Linked DNA regions of Gossypium hirsutum: regions 1 and 2 are each linked to region 3. Evidence: chromatin contacts called from public Hi-C data. All regions are on one chromosome and are shown on one strand. Each heading gives the region's core, a stretch centred on a gene start, on an enhancer-like site or on the middle of the called end of the contact. The rest is flanking DNA. Distances are from core to core; before and after follow the strand shown. Region 1 holds the start of LOC107961809. Region 2 holds the start of LOC107961811. Region 3 holds the start of LOC107961812 (SH3 domain-containing protein 3).

What was found. Hi-C and Micro-C count contacts between places; a contact is called where the count stands out from the background.
Region 1: a Hi-C map of leaf shows a contact between it and region 3, with 3 times the contacts expected there. The contact joins the promoter of LOC107961809 here to the promoter of LOC107961812 in region 3. A contact is called at or near these places in 9 of 34 Hi-C or Micro-C datasets (anther, callus, hypocotyl and 1 more).
Region 2: a contact with region 3 is called in a Hi-C map of leaf, with 4 times the contacts expected there. The contact joins the promoter of LOC107961811 here to the promoter of LOC107961812 in region 3. A contact is called at or near these places in 15 of 34 Hi-C or Micro-C datasets (anther, callus, cotyledon and 4 more).

The regions. Positions count from the first base shown.
Region 1 is chrA06:107,307,880-107,312,166 of Gossypium_hirsutum_v2.1, forward strand. LOC107961809 reads left to right here and starts at 2,825. Exons shown (of 8, transcript XM_041115723.1): 1 at 2,825-2,982; 2 at 3,602-3,862. The coding sequence starts at 3,694.
Region 2 is chrA06:107,290,057-107,294,505 of Gossypium_hirsutum_v2.1, forward strand. It overlaps LOC107961811, which reads left to right and starts at 2,228. Exons shown (of 3, transcript XM_016897964.2): 1 at 2,228-2,704; 2 at 3,193-3,959; 3 at 4,048-4,356. The coding sequence starts at 2,611. The coding sequence ends at 4,140.
Region 3 is chrA06:107,158,174-107,162,645 of Gossypium_hirsutum_v2.1, forward strand. LOC107961812 (SH3 domain-containing protein 3) reads right to left here and starts at 2,438. Exons shown (of 10, transcript XM_016897966.2): 1 at 2,155-2,438; 2 at 1,278-1,400; 3 at 795-864; 4 at 513-667; 5 at 146-247; 6 at 1-21. The coding sequence starts at 2,214.

The DNA.
Region 1 (4,287 bases), core at 1,575-4,074, 150 kb after region 3:
TAGCTTTGATGTCCCAAGCTTTTGATATACCAACATTTAAGATAAATTTTATATGTATTATATCTCATAAATCATTTGGTGAAAATATGATTGAAAATTTTATCAAACTTTTTCAAACAGTTTCAAAGACTTGTAAAATAATCAAAAACATGTTTTAAATGTGTTTTAATTTATCTAAATTGTTTTAAGTCAATCCAAAATATTGTTAAGTGTTTTAAACTCATTTTATTCAAGTCTCGGAAGTTAAATCGTTACTTGGGGAAAGTTCTACTAATAAAAGTAAGTCAGAGAGCACTTCAAGCATACTTCCAAACTTCTACCGATACTTAAGGGGACTTCTATATACAAGTCCACTTATACCCATATATCTTGTGAGTTGTATCAGTACAAATCTGTTTACAATGCTTCCAACGACTAGAAATTATATCCAACGATTATAAATGGTCACAAATTTTTTTCTTGTTATATACACACATCAAGAACACTTCAAGATACAATATATGAACATCCAAGTATAGAAATAAAAAGAAATGCCTCAAATTCTTCATTTTCTCTTATACATATCTTTTAGGTGTTTATTGTTAGATCTTTTCATCATTCTCATTTAAACTCTTTAGAAGATAGAGCTTAACACTTGTAAGCACACACATTTGAGATGTCTTCATTGTTAACATTTTTTTTTTGTATTGCAAGAGTTTCTTAAGGTTTTGGGGTATAAAACCTTAAGTAATTTGTAAAGTGTTATAGTTGAGTCTTGTAAAAACTAGAGGGTTCTAGTTTAACAACAAAAAACTAGAAGTAAGGTTCTATCTCATCAAGGGGTGAGCAAAATCCAATTCAATTCGAAAAATTCGATAAACAATTCAAATTTTAAATTAAATAGTTTGAGTTATTTGGGTTAATCAAGTTATTCAGATCAACTCGAATAAAAAATTAAGTTTTTCGATTTAACTCGAATATGAATTACACAATTCGAGCTATCCAGAAATCCAAATAAGAAAAGGCAAAATTATGTCGTTTTGATAAATGTTTACTCATTAAGTTAAAAGGCAAAACCATTATATTGTTGATGTGGTTAAATAATTTTATACTTCGTCTACTAATTAAATAATCGGTCTATATAAACGCAACATAAGTATAAATAATAGGATTTGTTAACTCGACTCAGCTTGAATCGAAATTTTTTGACTCGATTCAATTCGATTCGAAAAAAATCAAATTGAGTTCGGTTGCTAAAATAGGATTCGTCAACTCGACTAACTCGAAATTTTTTTACTCGATTTGACTCAACTCGATCGAATACTCACTCTTAATCTCATCATTGTGGAAAAGATAGGAATTGTAAAGGTTATACTCGAAATTGTTTTACTTAATTTGACTCGACTCGATCGAATACTCACCTTTAATCTCATCATTGTGGAAAGGATAAGAATTGTAAAGGTTATAGGGATTGTAAAGGTTATACCTTCTCCTTGAAAGGTAATAATTTCAAGTATAGGGAATTGATAAATTCTTGGTTGAGGTATAGCAAGGTAGTGGAGGTAGGCAATTGGGGCTAACCCATTATAAATCGAATTGTCCAAGTTTTTCTTTCCTTCCCTCATTATTTAAAAAGTTCGCAAAATTTTTTAAAATATCAATTCACCTCTTGTTGGTATTTTCGAGCTTAACACTTACGATAGAACTTGAACTCAAAACACCAAATATACACTCTCCTAACTTTATCGTCTCAACTAAAGAAACATTTGGTTTTTATGTAAGTTTTTTAATAAATATATTATATAATTATTTTCACCCTTATCGTGGCTATGCCATAGTCTTATTGATAATGTCGTCGATTGAGTTAGTGTCACAAGTTAACTTGACACCAACTCAAGGAAAACGAGAATAGTACGATAAACAATTAAAATTCATTTAATATTCTTAATACGGTGTATTTATCTATTTAAATTTCTTTTTACTCATAATTCAATTTTTTTTATTTTGATTTCATACATATTGTATTTATGTTATTATTGTTGATTTTGAATCTTACATTTTATTATATATTATTTATAAACACATTTTAATTTGTTAAATTCATGGTTGTTCTAATTCTTTTTTAAGAAAAAAATAGAACAGGAACCTAAATCAAATTAATTAAAACAAGTAAAAAACCAATTTTAAACAAACAAGTAGTAACAGCTGTAAAAGGTGAGTGCAAATCACGCGTTAAAAAACGTGACTAGCAAAATATTAGAGTTAATATACCATTTAGTACTTGAGTTTAACTTTAAAATTCAATTTGGCACCTAAGTTTTTGTCTTAATTTAGTACATGAGTTTGACTTCAAGATTCAATCTGATACCCAGATCAAATGATATCATGTAGCTCAATGAACTTTTTGCACGTGTTTTCTAGGGAAAAAACATAAGTACTTAATTGGGACATAGAAAAAAATTAAGTACTAAATTGAACGATAAAGTTAGACTCAAGTACCAAATTGAGACAACCAAAAAACTTTAAGTATCAAATTGAAAAAAATTCAGATACTAGAGTGAGCACCAAAACCCAAACTTAAGTACCAAATTGGGAAGAACACTTAGATACTAAATTAAACATTAAAACCAAGCTTAGGTGTCAAATAGTATATTAACGCAAAAAGTTATCAAACTCCATTTCCTCCCAAAAGTTCCTTTCTCTCCACGAAGCTGCACGTGTGAAAGAGTCGGTCCCATTTTTATACGTGGCAAAGTTCTATTAGTCCAAACTCTCCTTAATGATTTGATCACAGCCGTCTGATCATCCAAAAGAAGCCGACATTTGTCCCCTCCAACCTTTGTCTTGACCGTTCGTGGAAGTTAAAAAAATAACACACTTCGATATCAAAAAGAAGAAAGAAAGAAAGAAAGAAAGAAAAACACAGACACACACAAGTCTTTCTTCAGCAAAAGGGAGAAGGAAAAGAAGAAAAAACAAAGTCTTCTTTTTTCCCCAAAACAGGTACTTCTATTTTCATGCTATAGAAATTTCACTATTTCACTATTATTTTTTTGGTAAATTTTCTTTTCAGCTCGTCTTTCTTCGTTTAGGGTTTAATAAGCAGAACGGTTATTTTTTTGGGGTATTTTTTTAGTCTTTTTTGGTATTTTTTCTTTGTAATTAAGCTATGCTGAAGAGGTTTTATTGTGTTTTATGTGGTTAAAAGACTTGGGTTGACTTCAATTTGGGTGGATTACTTGAAGGATTTGTTTTGTTTTAGCATGGTCTCTTTATGAAGAGTTTTTCTTACCGTTCTCTTTTATCTTCTAAATTTCCTTTTGTATGAAAAGTTGTCTCTTGAACAGAAATCAAGATCTAATTTTCAGAATCGTGGTATTCAGTGTTCTGAATTGATTGTTTTAACATTTCTTTAGTTGTTCTAGTAAAAGGGTAATCGACTTTGACTTTTAATCCTCATCTTTTTCTTTGGTTTTATAGTTGCTATACATGTCTCACTGCTCACTAATTATGTTGCTTGAATATTCTTTCTTTTATATGTCAGTCTCTTTTGTTTTTTTAGTCCTCTATGCTGTCTGTTTTAATAGCTTCGCTTCTTACCTTCACTATTCATCTGGCACAGTTTCTGCTGGTGATTTGATTATTTGGAGGGGTTTTTTCCCCCACTGATTTTCCGGAATCGAGATTTCGATATATATAACTGTTGTAGATCAAATGCCATCTTTAAGAATGAAGACCAAATCAAGCACGGTTTCTTTAAGAGACAAAAATAGTCTCCGTGTGTGTCAGAGGTCTAGCACGATTTGCAAAAGGCCATGCTGTCATGTCAGGGTTTCCCAGCAGGGAGCTGAATTCAGCACATGTATTCAGAATTCTCATGATGGTAAGCAACTTTATTGAACAACACCAACATTTCTCTAATGCTAATTTTAGAGTTACAGGAGCTTCTTGGACTGTCCTATTACCAAGATTCACAAATTCTTTGCTGTTTGCTTGTGTCTTAACATTATGTGCTCTCTTTAGATTTGAGTGCATTAAAATTAGCAATTTCAAAATATGAGCCACTTTGAGGATTGAAATATTAATTTATCTACTAAAATCGTTGCAGATAATGGAAAATTAGGATCTCGTTTATACATCCCTTCCCTTAAACTTATCAGTGCATCATCTATGTGGTGCTTCAATGAATAAAAATGTACTGCTATTCGCTCAGTCATTTGTTTACTTTTATGCATGCATGATAGGCATTCTGTTTGTAGGGATAAGAATATATTGGTATTCATTTCTTTACTTCTATCCATGCATGTA
Region 2 (4,449 bases), core at 978-3,477, 130 kb after region 3:
TACAAATTCAAATCCCTCCTCAACTGCTTTCCGGAAATATATTAATATATCATTTCATACTTAAATCTAGCTTTAACATTTTATTTGGTATTTAAGTTTAATTTTAATATTTAATTTGATATTTAAATTAAAAACATCATGTAATTTAATAAATATTCGATACTTAAATTTTGGTACAAAAATATAGGTACGTAAATATTAAATTAAATATTTAAACCAAATTTAAGCATTTAAATGAGATAAAAAAAATTAAATATCAAATTAAAAAATTAAAATTAAACTCAAATACTAAATTTTAAAAAATTTAAATACCGAAAAAGATTTGTCCCTAATTTATATTATATAAATTTTAATGAGTTTGGTATTGGGATCTAGACATATCTGCTGCCGACTAAATACTGCCAGAATAATCTGAAAAGCCACGTGGCTTCCCTCATTCAAATCCCATCTTAATCAACACATAAAATTTTCATCATCCGCTTGGCAAATCCCGCACCACTCTTCCCATCTCTTTTTATTTATTTCACTAAAATCAAATTTGCACACTTCTAAAACAACTCTATGGACATGTTAAGTAAATAAAAATTATATTAAAATTTTTAGTTTGGGTGAAATTTTGAATAATTACGGGATTAAGTTGAAATAATGAAAATGTTTTTAATTGGAAGTGTTATTTTTTCAATACGTTGAAAATATTTTCAGTTGTAAATTCGTTGAAAACGTTTTTAAGTGGAAGCGTTTTCATTATTTCAACCTAATACTATAATTTTAAAAATTACAGCCAAATCTGATAATTTTAAAAAAAAAACTGTATTTTGGAGAAATTTGCTCATATAGTTTTGAATTGTTTCTCTCAATAATTTTTTTTTTATTATGTTAAAGTGAAAGAAAGTTTAATGAAAACATTACTTATTATTTTATTTGGATCCTTAACGTTAATTAAAAATGAAAAGGAAGTAATTTTAACAAATGTTTTTATTAAACAATGGAAAAAAGAAAGAAATTATTAATTATCATATTTTTACAATTATATACATTAAAAAGAAAAGACAAAAAAATAATAGAAAATAAATATAATATGTCAACAATTTACTATATAAATGATTAAATATGTAGGTAAAAAATAAAATCAGTGAAAAAACATATTTGTGAAGAATTCATTGGAACAATAGAGAAAATCAAGTAGTAAGAAAGAGGCAATAGACTTTTTTTATAAAAATAATATTAAAAAATTAATTAATTATAAAAATAGGGTCGAGAACAAATTATTGCAAAAATGTGGTGTTTGTCATAGTAATTTTGGGTGTCGCCTGATACATTGATGACACTAGTAAATTTTAAAAAAGAGTCTGATAAAAAAATTGAAAAAATGAAAATAAAATGTTGGTTTGTGATTTAAACACCAGACAACAACCTTCCTTAATGCCTTTTTCCTTTCATTTAACCCCTAAAATCATACTTTTTTTTTATTTAATCAAATGGATGCAATTAAAAGAAATATTTTTTATTTGACAAATTAACAACACCAATTAAAATTTCTTTTTCATTTATTTAACTTTTCTTTCTCCTGAAAACTTTTTAAAAAAAGTTTATTGGTGCTACCAATGTGTCAAGCAGGACCCAAAGTTAGCGAACACTCTAGTTTCGTAATTAATTTTATTCTTATCCTCTTTTTGTAATTAATTAAAATTTTAATATTATTTTTATAAAAAACCTGAGGCAATAGTTTTTTTTTAATGTTTAATTAATAGGTTAATACTTTAAACCAATTTAAAATAGGTTTAATTTTGTCATAATATTTTTTTAACTTTCAAGAGAAAATTAAATTTTAGAGAAAGTAAATAAAATATGACATACTAATTGATCTCTTGCTAAAATGAGTGAATTTTATATTTGAACCTTTCATAAAATAAATAATCTTTGGTAATGTCTCAAACTACTTATAGCCTCTCCTCAAGTCATAACTAATAGAATAATATATTTCAGCGTACTCGAACCCACATCCTCATACATTAATAATAATGATTATAACAATCGAATCCATTATTACATCTCCTAAAACTTAATAAATTTATGAGGATCCTATTACACAAAATATTGAATTTTATTCTTGTCCAATTCCAATTCCAATTCCAATTCGGAATGTCTGTAAATGTAGAATAAAATAAGAATATTTTGCATTTAACATATATATTTGTTTTATTTCTTGAAATGTTAAACATTCCTTAGACAAAATAAGTATGTGGCTATAAATGAAAAACATAAATGATGACAAAATTAAAACAAGAACACCCCCCCCCCCCAACGCCATAAATATAAAAAGGCCATCCACTCTCAAAGTGAATTCAAACGGATTAAGGCAAAAGGAGCGGTTCTTTGAAGGGGATTGATTCACCCTTTGGTTTTTTCTACTCATTTCTCAATGTACTGTCACTAAATATTACCCACTTCTACTACGGTCTTTTCTTCTGTTTTGCCAATACAGCTAGGTTTTCCTTTACCAGTGACCGTCTAGTAGTGGGCAGTAGCCAAATAAGCAAGTAGAGAGAAGGCTGAAGGGGACACACACCCCACACAAGATTTGGTACAAAGGGAGGAAGGGAGTCAGTCATGCCATCAGGTGCTAAGAAGAGAAAAGCTGCCAAGAAAAAGAAAGAGCAAGCGTTCAACAACATCAATCCTTCGACTATCAACAATCCACTTGGTACTTTTTGCTTTTTTTCTTTTAATTTCTGTTCCTGGTTTTGGGTTTTGTTTTTTGATGGGTTTTATTTATTTTATAACTTCTTTTTAATTGAATCGTACTTGGTTCTGTATATGCATGCATCATTCAGTTCTTTATTTGATTTGTTGGAGTTCTATAGTTAAACAAATCAGGTTGGTATGTAATGTTAATTTCTAGTTCCTGCCCTTAATTAATTGATGTGGTTGCTTTTCAAAGTGGTTTGCCCTCCTTTAATCACTTACTGTTTATTTTGTTTTAGGGTCTTGTGGTGATTTTTAGCGTGTCCTGTATTTTACTTAATTTTTTACCAGAATCCTTGTTATTGGAAGAACTTGTCTATACATTTCGAGTTATAGTGCATTTCCTTTCTAGTATTTGTCTATTTTGGTCCTGTTTAGAGGGGATTGGTGAATTTGTTGTTTGCATATTGGTTTGGAATTGTTATGATGTTTATCTAATGGTTCTAGGAAATGATGATCCGAGAAGCCAAGATGAAAGGGACAGTGATGGCGGTGATGCTGGTTCCCCTGCATCTCATGATGGCCACAATCACCAGCATTCATTTGGTCAGGGCGGAGATGAAGAGAGATCACAATCACATCTAACTGAGGAGAAGTCTGTGGAAGAAGCCGCTAAAGATGCAAAGAGCACCGAGAGATCGAGATTGGATGATGTTGATGTTAAAATTGTAAAAGAGTGGGAACCAAACAAGGATCTTGAGAGCACACATGTTTCAATTCAGCATGTTGATCGTGATAAGAGCTCTAGTACCAGCAGCAACAGTAGTTCAGATGACGAATCTCAAGCCTTTGAGAAGAAGTCAAATGAAGAAACCTGTAATCTTGGTTCTGATGCGGCCTCGTATAGTACCGAGGATAAGTCAGCTACTGTTTTGTCTGAAGAAGTTCTGAAGGTTGCTGAAAATAACACACTTGAGAATGCTGATAGTAATTCTGCAGTGGAGACTGTTGCTGTTGACAATTTGGTAAAGAACATGTCATCTGTGCCAGAGGAGGTGGAATTTTCTGCAAAGAATTCAGTACCTGATGTAGTTGAATCAGGGTTGAAGGAGAATGAAGAGAAATTATTGCCTTCATCAAATGGGGTTTCAGGGGTTGAATTGGAAGGAGTTGAAGGAAAAAATTTCCCATCCTCCGGTATTCCTACTGCTGAAACTAGCAATGTTGCTGAAAAAAACCATGCATCCGGGCCCCATGGTTATCCTGAAAAGCAGGTATATCTTCTTCCTATTCTTTTCTACAACTGTGAGTTTGAATATTCTTTATTTAATTTGACTGGATATTTGCTGCATTGGTTCGCAGCCTCTTGTTGCTCCTACTCCACCACCAGTGCAAAGAACCTCATGGTTAAGTTGCTGCGGATTGTTTGAAGTTTTTACTGGTTCTGGGAGATAAATTGAAGGCTTGGGTTATCCATAAAGTTAAAAGATCAATTTTATACTTTCCTTTATAGTTTGCAGTACTGCTAATTGAGATATACTAAGTAGCTCATATAGTTTGTGCATGTGTGGGTGTACGAGAATGCTTGGACTATGAAACTTGAACTTGAGATCTGGAACTTATTGTTTGTCATTTGATTGTTTTATCAGTTATCTGGTATTCTTTTTCCAATCTGCAATGACCTTGCTTTTAACCTCGTTATCATTTTCTTTCTTTACGGATTCATTTCTTAAAGCCTACAACTATTCATGAATAATTTCTGGT
Region 3 (4,472 bases), core at 1,188-3,687:
TCTTCTGGAAATATCTGCTGCCTGCTTGCTTATCATATTTAGTATCAGTTGTGTATTTCCGAAGACAATCTTAAGAAATTTAAACTGTTGTTTAATATATAGAAAATTACTAATGCAAGGGGTGCTGTTCTGTATGATTACTTACCAGTGCCTCAGCTTCCTGCCTCATTCGACTATAGCGTTGAGCAAGATGACGAGCATCTTCCAAAGGAGCACCAGCACTCATTGCTCTCAAGGGATCCAAAACCTTACGTATTTTGAAATAGAAGGGTCATGTTTCTAATCAGCACTAGTTATTCTCAATAAAATGTAACAAAAGCATGCAACAGGACAAAGGACATACAAATTCTTTGAATGCATACAAAAACATAGTCTGGTAACATTTAGCAAGGAATACAAGAAAGCATCATACTCATTTTGGATTGAATGTGTTTACAAGTACATAACTAAAAATTTATTTTATGATGTGATGAAAAGAGTCTTTCAAAACACAACATCCGATAAATGTCAACCTGTTGGGATAACAACTTAATCAAATCTTCTTGCTCCTTCTCTACATGTTTACAACCATCACCATAAATAGCTGCAGCTTTGGCAAGAACATTTTCGTTGATGTTTTCACTGTTTTCAGTTCCATATCGGCAGCATTCTTCAGAGAACTTGGTTCCTGATTATCATAAAGATTAAGAACCATAAAGATAAAGCTTTATCTTCACAATATATGTTATTTATTTCAATCGCACAAAATTCATGTCAGAACAACAAAATTAAAAAGGTATGAATTAATGCTGCACCTGTTTCAATATGCTTATACCCGATGGCTGTAAATGCTTCTGCAGCTTTAATAACTTCTTTTTGAAAATCCTGAAAGGAAGAGCGGTAAAATCGTTAAGCAAGCACTCCATGGGTATTAAACTTGCAGTAAATATAAAAGAAAATTAAGAGAAATTAGTTTTTATGAAAGTTAGGCAAATTGAGAAACTAAATATCAGAATATAGTACAGCCATTAGTAGCTCTCATAATAAATTTTGTTCCTCCAACCAGGCGCACTCGCAGAGTAACTGTTACCTTTGAAATTTTATTTAGTTAAAATGACACCAAAGGGATTTAACTGAAGTACTTAACTGTAACTCAAGTAGATAGGATGCACTAAAGTTACATACTGAAAATGGCTTCATTTGTGAAGATATGAATAACACGGATTCACAGAGAACAAAGCAATATGACAGGATTATCAAATTAAGTTTCACAAATTTATGATGGAAATGTTGTTTACCCTAGCTGAACGAGTGGACTTGTACAATTTGTCCAGTTGTTGATGCCTTTGCATCTCAATCTCGTCAATAACTACAACATCTGAGCTCTCATAACCAGTTCCACTGAATTGCTTTATTACGGCCTGCAAAAAAAATTCTTTTAACTCAATAGGAGAAGACATTGATCATCTCAAGAAAAATGCAACTAGCAAAACTAACATAAACATAAGAATTAAGGGTAACCTGTCAGGACTCAATTCAAACAAAATTAGCCCAGTTAGAATAAGATAGGATGATATTGTTTTCGAGTAAATGATCCTAACAAGGTAAACCAAATGAATGACATCCATGCCCATGTTTAAACCAAATGCAAAAACACTTGCAAAGATAAAAGCCAATCAATCAACACTTGGAAGCACTTGAGATCTTACTGATTACTCAACTTTCAGGTAAAGGATGAAGCTTTGCAATAACAAAAGCTTCTGGAAACTCTGCATCTACTCTTTTCCCTATGTTAGAAAATGTAGGGCAATCTAATGGTAGGTACAGTTTTTTGAGAATATAGCAGAAAACAAACTCAAAGGACATGGAACTAGCTAATTTACCTAAAAAAGAATGATTCGTCTTTGATGATTATAAATTACAATTTAACGTTTAGAATTAACTCCACAATTAAATATTTAATTCTTGAAACATATACATTAGGCCCCCAAACTTCTAGAAGTCAAAGTAATTAAACAAATCTAATTCTGTAATCCAAGACTAAATAAAATCTTTGCTTTCATTTTCCCAGATTTCCTCCATTATCCTGACAACCAAATCAACAGAACTCGGTTCTCATTAAACCCAGGAAAATAAATTAAAAGAGAGAGGAGTGAAGGGTTGTGATGAAATTGCCTGCTGTTGCTTGGCAACTTGTTCTCTGAGCTTGCTGGCTTGCCTTCTAAAAGCATCCATTGCTGCCTCTTCTAGTTCTACCTCCACTCAACACAACGAAACAGATTTACAGAAAGAAAAAAGTACTAGTTTCTTGAAATTTGGATTTTATTTTATCGATTGATCGACTTAGCAGATCTGGCAGCTGGCTGGCTACGTTTGAGTGACCAAAGCCTTCGATTACCTCACTGTCGTCTCGTAATTTTTGTTTTTTTCGGGTTGATGCAATAATTAATGGGCTTCTTAATTTAGGATAGCTCTGAGCCAACCTATATTTCTTTGTCGGCCTTCAGCTCAGCTAAATTTGCTGGACTGGACTTTTATCATTTCAGCCCACTAAATTTTAAATAATCATTCAAATATTTATCATTTCATTGCAATCAATTTCTTAAAAAATAATAATATAAACTTGTTAAAGAATATTTAATTGATATTTGAATTTTATTTTGTATTTACTTGTATTTCGTTACACGCATTGCTCTTAATTTGTTAACAACATTAATTTTTTAAGGATTAGCATGTACTTTGTCCCATGAATTTATCCAAAAATAATTAGTTGATACCTAAATGTTCAAAAATACCTAATTGATACTTGAACTTCTCTAAAAAATTATACTTTTTTAAATTAATTTATATTTTTTAAAATAATTATATATATTTTTTAATTTATATCTTCATGTGTCATACTAAGAAGTTATCACGTGTCACTATAGGATTAGCCATTAGCACCACATCAATACAAATTAACAATTTTAGTGTAAAGGTACCAATTTGGATGACAGGATATTAATTTAGATACCGATTAGGTACAAAAAAAAAGAAAATACCAACTAATTGCTTTTAAACAAGTTTAAGGACAAATTACTTATTAACTTTTAAAAAATTCAATTAAATCTTTAATTGGATGGAAATTGATTAATGTTGCTGAGGGTAAGAAAAAGTTGGTGGGAAAGACATTGGCTCATACAGTGGAGGGACGTCGTGCAGAGAACCTAGTTGCTTGGTTTCTTTTAGGTCCTAATGGAGGATGGTCAAGGGTTAGTTCCTTTAGTGTGAGCTTCGCTTGCTCTTACGAGGGTAATTATAGATGGACAGTAGTCTTGGGTTTGGACACCTGTTTGTAGATCTTAGGACATGGTGGACCCTTATTACATCTACGGTGTCTTTTTACAAGGCTGACAACATGATTTGATGTTATGCAAGTATAAGTTGTTGGAAAAATTCGATCTAAAGATCAAGTTTTTGCAAAATAGAATTTTTTTTTAAAAAAATCGAATTATTTATAACAATAATTTTTATCAAACTTAATACATGTGCTTTTGACTAAGTGGTTTAATTGTTTCTCAGCTTTCAACTAACATAAATTTTTTTGTTATTCTCAAACCCTCGATTTATTTAAAGAGTGAGCTCTAATCACATGAACTAATCACACACAATGAAAATTATTAATTTTCTTATGAGAAAATTTAATTCTCTAGAAACCAAACACAATTTCTCACGAAAAAAAAAATACTTTATAAATAAATTGCACTAAATTCTAACAGAGTAACTATGCTCAATAGTTGTCTATTTTGACCAAACCCATAGTCCTTACTTATAAGAAAAACTCACAAGATTTCTTGTTAAACAAGAGAGGTAACAAATCAATAATGTTTTAATAGAAAATACATATAGTCCCATTAAGATTATGCTATAGGCGGCATCCATTTCTGGGAACTAGGATTGTTCCCCGTTACATGTCTAATGAGCTTATTGGGCATGTCTTATGTACTAGATACAATTATACATGTTTTCTAATATTTAAACCAACTCATAGAAATCATCCAACTCGATAACCAATTTTTCATTCTTAAAATATTATTTACTTATTTATTTAACTAATTCAATTTCCTAAATTATTTTCTCAATCTAATTCTAATTTCATTACATTTATAACGACTTTATCGTACTAAAATCTATAAGTAAGAAACTATGATGTCCTATTTAATAAAACTGAGATGACTAATTAATTTAATTTTCATAATTCCAGTTATTTAATTATAATCAATTAAATAATAATTCGATGAAATTAATTTAATCTCTAAGTTATTTGTTGTACTTAATGAGAAAATACATTCGCTACAAATAATGATACATATGAACTATTTCACTACTTGTTGTTTTCATTCATTCAACATATTGGTTCAAATGCAATATGTAAGAGGTCGTGTTAAGCTAAAAGATGGACTGATTGGACATATATAATTAAGGCTCAAATAATTTGTAATTAAGTTTCGACT